Regions from separate parts of the Mus musculus genome. Here region 1 is linked to region 2. A link is a contact called in public Hi-C data. All regions are on one chromosome and are shown on one strand. The core of a region is the stretch at or near the end of the contact, and the rest is flanking DNA. Distances in the headings are between cores, read along the strand shown.

Evidence for each region. A called contact is a pair of places that touch in the nucleus more often than the background predicts.
Region 1: a contact with region 2 is called in a Hi-C map of uterus, with 1.7 times the contacts expected there. The contact joins two enhancer-like sites. A contact is called at or near these places in 2 of 39 promoter capture datasets (the 3T3-L1 cell line and 3T3-L1-derived adipocytes), 14 of 484 Hi-C or Micro-C datasets (3T3-L1-derived adipocytes, the BV-2 cell line, the G1E-ER4 cell line and 11 more), 3 of 115 datasets of contacts at active chromatin or transcription factors (bone marrow-derived macrophages, embryonic fibroblasts and microglia) and 4 of 9 other capture datasets (adipose tissue, liver, macrophages and 1 more).

Annotation. Positions count from the first base shown.
Region 1 is chr11:63,113,720-63,118,155 of GRCm38.p6, forward strand. Gm36926 (a long non-coding RNA gene) reads right to left here. Exons shown (of 3, transcript XR_388733.4): 2 at 3,929-3,996. Among named protein-coding and RNA genes, the nearest start is that of Gm36926, 3.3 kb to the right of the region's middle. Within about 2 kb of position 1,447, at least 67 of the 459 cell types and tissues checked have an H3K27ac peak or open chromatin away from gene starts, as enhancers often do. A contact at or near this core is called in trophoblast stem cells and uterus, where this site is marked.
Region 2 is chr11:63,038,247-63,042,510 of GRCm38.p6, forward strand. No RefSeq gene overlaps it. Among named protein-coding and RNA genes, the nearest start is that of Gm36874, 11 kb to the right of the region's middle. Within about 2 kb of position 1,920, at least 42 of the 459 cell types and tissues checked have an H3K27ac peak or open chromatin away from gene starts, as enhancers often do. A contact at or near this core is called in trophoblast stem cells and uterus, where this site is marked.

The DNA of each region.
Region 1 (4,436 bases), core at 197-2,696, 75 kb after region 2:
AGGGAGAGAGGACATGAGTAGCAGGATATGGGGACCATATGGGCAGGTTATTCTAAACTTTCTGAATTTGTCTTGAGGAGACACTGCTGGAAGCATGCATGGCTCCGGGAAGATGCTCTGCTTGTGGTGGGTCTCTGGGAAGAAGGGCTGGGCAGCAGGCAACAGAATGAGAGGCATGGGATGAGGTTTGGCAAAAGGACATTTGACTCTGAGATAGGCCACAGGGAAACAGAATCCTTACGAGCAACAGGAAACCAGAAGGTGGAACAAAATGGGAAGTGGAAGACACCAGGCAGTCCGTGTGGTCGCCATTATTCCAGGGTACCTATTGCTGCTGCCATCACATGTGGACATCCAGACTCCAGCTTCTTCATCAGACTCCAGCTTTTTCATTAGACTCCAGATTCGTCATCAGTTTCCCACTAGTAAATGTCTAGGGAGTTTCCAGGCCTTCAGCCTCACAGAGTGGCCGCAGCATGGCTCCTCCCCATTCAGAGATGGAGCTCTTGACCTGAGCAGCTACCAATTCTCTGCATCTCCACTATGCAGGCAGTCAGCTGATTACCCAGCCTCCAATCCTCTAAGCCAGTCTAATAAAAGCCCCCTTGAAAACCAGAGGCTCCAGGCTTCTTTGAACGGAGAGTGAATCACATTGGGACTGAGGGCGGGGGGAGCGGGAATTTGGTTGCACTTTAATTGCCAAGGCTGTACTACCTTTTCCTGTGAAGGGGGTAGAGGCTGAGGTGCATCAGCCTCAGAGTTCGTATGATGAAGGTCTGGCTGCCAGTCCCACCGAATGTGACTGAGTTTGGAGATAGGGTATTTAAAGTAAAGATGACAAATCTGACAGGAGGCCGTGAAGGGCTTTTGGCCAACTGAAATGAATGACTTAAACAAGGAGAAAAGTCCTGAGAAGGTGTCCCAGAAGAAAGCAACCCAGTGACACCTTGGGTCTGGAATATAGATTATACTCTTACAATATAGATTATAAGAAAGTAAATTCCTGTTATTTGAGCCACCCCACCCAGTCTGTTGGCCCCAGAAGACTGACACAGGTCTATGGAAAATGATCATTACTTTGATATCTTACAACAGGGCTGTGAGATGCTTAGAGCAGGCTTTTGTGAAAGCTGTGAGGAAGCAAAGAGGAACACAAGCCAAAAGGTGTAACATTGAGCTTCTAAGAAGAATATAAGCCGAAAGGTGTAGCACCGAGCTTGTAAGTGGGACTTCTTAAGACAATAACTAGACATGAAACGGTCTGCCCGAGGAGTCACATGGCTTTGAATTCCCCAGCCATCCCTTGCCTCCAGGGGGGAAACCTGTACTGCAACCACTGCCATTTGTCATAGATCCTTGTGCTCCTGTGTGTGCTGAGACCAGGGCTGGGACACAGAACCACAAGCAGCCTGTGGCTGGAATTTGTGGCTAAGCAAGCAGCAGTAGAAGCCAGATGTCGCAACCCAGGCTTGTCCAGAAGGCAGGCTGGACATCCATGGAATTCATGTGGTCACAGTATTGCATGCATGTTTTGGGAGAGCTGTGTGATGAATGGAGTGTTTATAAGCATTGGAGAGAAAGCTGTGTATTCCCACATTCCCATGGCCCTGACTGCAAGCTGTGAGCTGCAGGGCCTCCTTCCCATCAGCTGCGCATACAGAGTCCAACCAGGCTCTTTTTCTGACTTGAGAGGAACATTCTCTGGCAGAGACTAGGCCTGCAGGGTGCTCCAGGAAAGTCGCTTTGGGAGCAGGAATGGCCAGGTCTGGATAAACATAGTTCAGGCCCTCAGATATTTTGAACATGACTAAATAGCCAGCCACACAGCGCTTCATCAGAGCCCTTCAAATAGTTCATCTGAAGTCCTGGCTGTGATCCAGGCAGTTGCTGGTCAAATGCTAAATCTACTGTTCTAGAAACCAAACACCATAGTGTTTTAGCCTTATGGGATGAAAGCTAAGGCCCTGTGGCGTTGTTGCTAGACTTGGGGAGGGGAGTTCTCTACACTCCAAACTTCATTTTCTTGTTGTCCGAACTGGTGATAATATAATGAAGGTAAGTCTTCAGTGGCAGAACCCTAAGTTTTTAAATAGAGAGGCAAAGGAGGACTTTTGTTTGGGTATTATTGGAAAGTTCTCCAAGCCTATAGCCTCCATAGCAGCCACATCCAGGAAACACTGGAGGTGACGCTGGGGATAACAGTGATGAAGCTAATGAACTCTTGACCTATCAATGGGGCATAGTTGAAATACCCCAATTATCTCTTTATCTATCAGTGAGGCATAGTTGAAATACCCCAGTGACCTCTTGACCTACCAATGAAACATAGTTGAAATACCCCACAGTACTGGCTGCATTCTTTTCTTTTTTTGTTCTTTTCCTTCCTTCCTCCAATCTTCTTCCCTTTCTTATACCATGGTCTAGGAATCTAAGTGCAAGAATGGACACTAGCTAGCTATCATGATTGGAAATGATGCTGGATGGCTGCCGTACGGCCTTTCTCCACACAGGCACACTGCAGGATACATGGTGGCTTGGAGGGTCACTTTTCTAACTGTGCATTCATTCATTCATTCATTCACTCAACAAACACCTATTTTATTTCACACACCATAACTTAGCATACCCCCAAAGCAATAAGAGAGGCCTCAGTCATTCGTAAGCTTATAACATAGAAGGATGATCATAACGGAAAAACTAGGCCTCTCATTTGTTATTCCCGGCCTCATCAATCAGTGAGAAGCTCATAGGCCCGTGACATGCAGAGATGTTGATTTTGCTGAAATATGATATAAACTGCTTGACTGGGCACAGTGTAAAGTGTGGACTTCTGAGTAGGAAGCAGAATAAGGCAAGAGAAAGATGAGTTCTACTGCCTTCCCATCATTAATGCCTCAGAGAGAGATGTGACTGACTTTTCCTGGAGAGTCGCACTCACCCCAAGAAAGGAACCCACAAAAGACCAAAGTGTGGATACCACGAAAGTCCTATTTAATGATCAAATGACTTTTTATTGGGGTTACTTATAGGAATGCGGGTGAGGGGTTATTTACAAGCACAGAAATGACTCAAAGACAGCTGCATCACCAAAGGTCACCTCAGCGTGGTGACGGCTCACAGAGCAGGGAACCTGGGGCACACTGCACAGCCTGCAGGCAGTTCAACAGGCTGAAGAGCATTCTTTCCAGGTTGTCCTGTCCAGTTGTTCTGAGCCTCTTCCAGGCAGTTTGGCTGATTCCTGCTTGTTCCAGACTGCTTTGCTCTTTTGAGAGTGGCTCTTCCCAGCATTTATTCTTTACTCTCGGGAGGGAGGGGCCTAATGAATCTGGTCAGTTTCAGGGACTTCCTTAAATTATTTTGAGTTATTTAGTTTTTGTCTTAAGGAGTCTCCCTGGAGCTGAAAGTTTTAACCTGTGAAGAAACTGCTACATAAAAGAGATGCTTGGTTTTCTGTGGCAGTCACTAGTGCAGTTGCCTTAAATGTTAGAGCATCTCAGTGCTATTGCAAAGAACTACTGGAACTCAGAGCTAGCAGGAATTTATATTAATAGACATGAAACAAAATGAAGATCTCTGAGGCAGTAATTGTTCCTACCCAGACAGGAGAAGAATTTGAGAGAAAGAACAGATAGAATTTATGAGTACCAATGAGGAAAGTCATGTCATGCTCAGACAATATCTCTATGTATCACATGACATACCAGGTGGAAGATGTCAGGAGGAGACTCACAGAAGAGGTGTCTCAGAGTAGATGACTGGAGGGGAGCCAAGTGCTGACCTGCAACCCCAAAAGCCAAAGGAACTCTGGCCAAGTTAGTAAGAGAGATAGTATTTAATCTCTGACTAGACACAACACACAAACACAGCAGACAAAAGACGTAGAACAACTAGAACACTGGAAATTTGTCAACAAAGAATGGTTTCTTACCCCTGAGAGATCAAATCCAGATGAGGCAGATGAGTTTATTGCAAGTCCATACCTCTGGGTTCTCAGTACTGCAAGAAGAAACCCATGAGTCAATTCCTGGAGCTGAGAAGAATCAAGAGCCTAGCATCACTGTGTCATGTGGGGTCTCCATCTCCTTCATGCCAGATCTCTGTTGTCTTGAAGCATCTGAGGGGCATACGTCTTCAAGCTCAGTCCATGGATGTTCTGCATTTCCTTGCCAGACCTCGCCTAGCATCCTTAACACAGCTTTTAGGCAAGAATTAAGGTCTATGGATAATTGTAGAGTTATATCTCCTGCTCCAACTTCTAGCCTGTGGTGAGCTAAGTGTTAAGACTACTTGTTCAGGTTTCTGTTTGGTTTTCATCGGCCTTTTTATGAAGATTGACCAAAAAAAAATGTCATTTGTTTCTGTGTCCAAAGAATAGTGTTAACAGTCTAGTGTGTGAGATATGTGTAGTGCTGTGACTCTGGGCCTGAGATTATACA
Region 2 (4,264 bases), core at 670-3,169:
CTACCATAGAGTGCTTATTTTGATCCCCAATGTGGAGGTTTCATCACAAGTAAAGCTCTAAAGCAGACTGGGACTATGTCTCCATGCATTGGGCTCCACCTATGACCCTTCTCCTTTGCAGGACTCTGTAAGGACATCGTGAGCTCCTGGAAGCTGGTGATCAATGAAAGACAGCTCTGGTGATGATGTCGGTGATGAGGATGACAGCATTCTGAATCACATTGGGTAGGGTATGGGCGAGCAGAGCGGTGATTTCCACTGTAGGCATGAAACCCACACCTGTCTCCTACCTTATAATAATGATAGTTTAAACTTCATAAAAATGAAGCTATAAGTCAAAGTCCAGTGGCTATGAATCACTGGATTCACTCACAAAAAGACACGCTGTGCTGGGCAGAAAGTGAATTCCCTGCCAAGGACTTACATGTGTCTCACTGTATTTTGTTATATCATTTTATGACGGTTGTTTCTACTGTTCGAGGCTGGACAACGCACAGCCTTTTCAGTTCAACATTCAAAGGCACTGGTTTGCTCATTTTTATGGTAGTTGGCTGGAGTCTGGCTTTGCAACAGGTGGTTAATTTTCACAAGGAAATGAAACTTCACAATTCTACTATTTCTAGATTTGTAAGGAGACATCACTGTGAGTTTAATTACCCTCCTCTCTCATGCAGATAAAGATCCAAAAGTCTCAGGCCTTGAACCTGTTCTGCCTTCGTGGGGCAACTTCCATCCAGGGCACATCCACTCTTTCAGGGGCTCATTTTTCATAGTCACTTCAAGGTGTTCCACAGACTCAAAGAACAAATGATGTCTTCTTGGAAGAAGGAAAAAAACAAGACTGGAGTGTTGCCTACTCATATGCTCCACTCTGTCCACAAGTGCTTAGCAATGAAGGCATGTATTAACCAACACTAAAACATATAATAAGCCCGTTCTTCTGGCCACCACCTTCTCATGGTCCCCCTGTGAGTGCTGAGAGCATCCGAACAAATCCTCCTGGCTGGAAAATCCTCTCAGAGTCTGTGCAACTGGGGTTGCTCACCTGTGGCCCTTGGTAGAATTGAACTTGGTACATTTACTAAGTGCCAGGGACTGCTTATTCTGAACAGGTCACATCTTCTGTCATTAATGCTTCCAAAGCCCCATGAGGGAGGTATTGTCATCATGTCCCTCACAAGGCAAAGGAAAGCAAAACACAGAGCTGTGCTCATCTGATGGCTTATAGGTAGACAAGGTCAGATACATCTCTGGGGCTCCAGGCTTTCACCATCTGATGTCATACGATGTCGGAAGATGGGATAGAATTCACTACCACCAGGTGACTTTCACTCAGTCACACTATGTCATAGGTCTTTATTTTGTTCAGGTTTGAACTAGGGGAAATGATATCTGTCTAGGCAGTAAGTCTTATCCATATATCTATAGTTCCTAAATGATAAACCAGCTTTGCAATTATTTAGCTGTGAGTCAAAGGGCCTAAATACACACTTCTCAGGGAGTACCACGGACCAGGAATAGGTATGGGGAATGAGATTAAGGGAGGGAAGAAGAGGCCTTTTTCAGCTGCCTCTTAGGTTAGTAAAGAAAACAATTTGACAAACTAGATAAAGACCAAGTCCTTAAAAAGTAAAATCCACAGCATGGTGAAGGGGCTCCTCTCATTGGGGAGGTATTTGTTTTTCTCCCCCTTCTACAGACCACGATCCATGAAGTCCTGGAATACTTTCACTGTAGAAGCCAAGATCTGGGGCATCTACAGTCTACTCTCTGGAATATGTCTGTGTTCACTCCCACTGGCTGGAATTTTTTTATGGGAGTTCGGACAAAGGGCATTTTGTGGCTACTCCCTCTGCCCCCTGCCCAGAACTGGCTCTACCGGAATGCGCTAATTGCTGCAGAACAATAGGATGCCTTATGTCCCCCTCTGCCCCATGGCTGTGCATTGATTGTTTATGGCACAAGGATCAAAACTGCCTGTGTTTCCTCTCACAGCAGTGGCAGAACAAGGTGGCGGCGGCCTCCTGCACGCCTGGGGAATTGCTTGTGAGGCTGGGGCATGTAAGAGGCTGCAGGTTTCATGTACCTAGCAGCCGGTGAGAAGGCACCTTTGCTGGACACAAGGGTTTCTTTTGCCTGGCTGGGAGGATGCTGCTGTGACTAGCCTGGCAGTTCCCACTCCAGAGTGGCGAGCCATTCAGCTCCACTCAGAAGCATGCAATCCGCAGCCGGGTGTAGAACTAAGGCAGAGTGGCCCTACCCAGAAAAGCTCGTTAAAAGTCCTTATGAATAATGAGTGTAGGACATGGTGAGTAGGCAGGCTGAATATTCAGTAACAACTCCTGAAATAGTAAGGCTATAAACCCATTTAAAAGTAGGAGTTGGTGCTGTCCATCAATAATGATAGAGGACCGGTCCCTACAGATGAAAGAAGCAGAAGTAAAGAAGAGCCAGAGAGGAGGATGTCCCAGGGTGAGGCGCCCTGCTGCTGCAGTGCTGCTGGAGGCACCAGCACACGGTCTTCAGGCCCAGGTGACATTCCTGACTGCTTGGAAGGTTATATACCTCATAGGTCAGAGGTCAGAGGTCATAGGCTACTCCATTTCTTTCTCCAACTTCAAGTTCTGCTAAATATCATGATGCCTCGATGGAACGAGATAAGACAGAGTGAGGGCTTGCGCACCAAAGAAAGTGCCCCTGGGGGCCCAGAACCCCCAACACACACACTGGAAGGTGCCTATTCACCAAGAGCAGTATGCAGGGAAGACATGGGACATCCAAGAAGTGCAAAGGGAAACCCTGATGAAGAGAAAGCACAAGGCCTTCAGGCAACCCAGAAACCACGGGTGCAAGGAAAAGAGGCTTCCTTCTTTGTGCAAATGTGGACAACAGAAAATATTTTTTTTAAAAAAAATAAAGATCATTAACATATTGTTATGCGTTTTGCAGGGTCATCACAGAACAAGAAGGATTGGCATTAAAAAAAAAAAAAAAAAAAGAATCAGGCAGGAAATTCCTAAATTTGAAGGCAGATGATCTAACTAAAAGTCAAAATTACATCCATTAGTCCGCCAGATGTAATGACACGTGCTGTTAGTCCCAGTACTCAAGAGACAGAGGCAGACAGATCTCTGTGAGTTCCAGGCCAGCCAGAGTCACATAAAGCAAGCTGCCGCCCCCACCCCACCCCCAGTTAAGCCAATGAATCATAATTTAAAACTCTGTTATTCTTAAAGTTTAAAAATTAAAAGTTTTCTGTTGTCACAGTTCACTGGCATTGCCGTCTATCATAAAACCGTCCCTATCTCACAAACTCAAAATTATCTACTACGTAACTCTGCATTCCCTTCATCTCCCAGCCCCTGGCAACCACCATTCTGCTTCCTGCCTTTCCTAAACTGTCTAATATATTCCCCTCCTAGAATCAGAATTGCGCAGGGTTTGTACAATCGTCTTGCCTATTGATTTTACTAAGTAGAATTTCCTCCAGTTTAGTCACATTGGAACATATAGCAGTTTCTTTTTAAAGCTGAGTAATATTCCACTGGGCACGTCTAGGAACTTAGTCCACGTTCCATATTTGCATGGGTTTGTAAAGTAATTCCAAAGTTCAAAAACAATTTTATCTTTCAACAGGATAGTTAAGTAAATTTTATACAACCAATAAAAAGAATGAGATCACTTTATACATATTGAAAGAGCAAGCCTGTCACTCTGTGTGGGAATAAAAGCAAGGTCAGAGGACAGTGTATCCGGTATGCTAATATTTTGTAAAATTCGTGAACACATGCATGTGTATTTTATTTAGATATTTAGGTGTTATCTAGTAGGGAATAGAGCTGACAGGATGCTGTTCTTCACCCAGCTCAGCCATTAGGCAGCGAAAGGTCATGTTTTGGATTTAGTGCTGTTTGCATTCATATCATTAATAGAGGTCATTTGAAGACATGGAAAAAGAAAACAAATTGTTGACAGCATTCATATTTGAGGGAAACTGAAGGCAGAGGGTGGAAGGACTCACTCATCCTGAATTCCTCCAAGAGTAGTATTGTGTTCTTTGAGTTTAATTTGCTAAAAATAAAAAAAAATCCTACAAGTCACATGACCATGCTGTTAGCAATAAGGCACCCCGAATCTGCCCCTCAGCAGCCCACTCCAGTGCCTGGCATAGCTTTAACCTTCTCTTGGTATAAGTTCCTTATCTCACTGGTATTGTTTCAAAGTGATTGGATGTTTCACCCTCCACCAATTTCAGTGGGTTGTA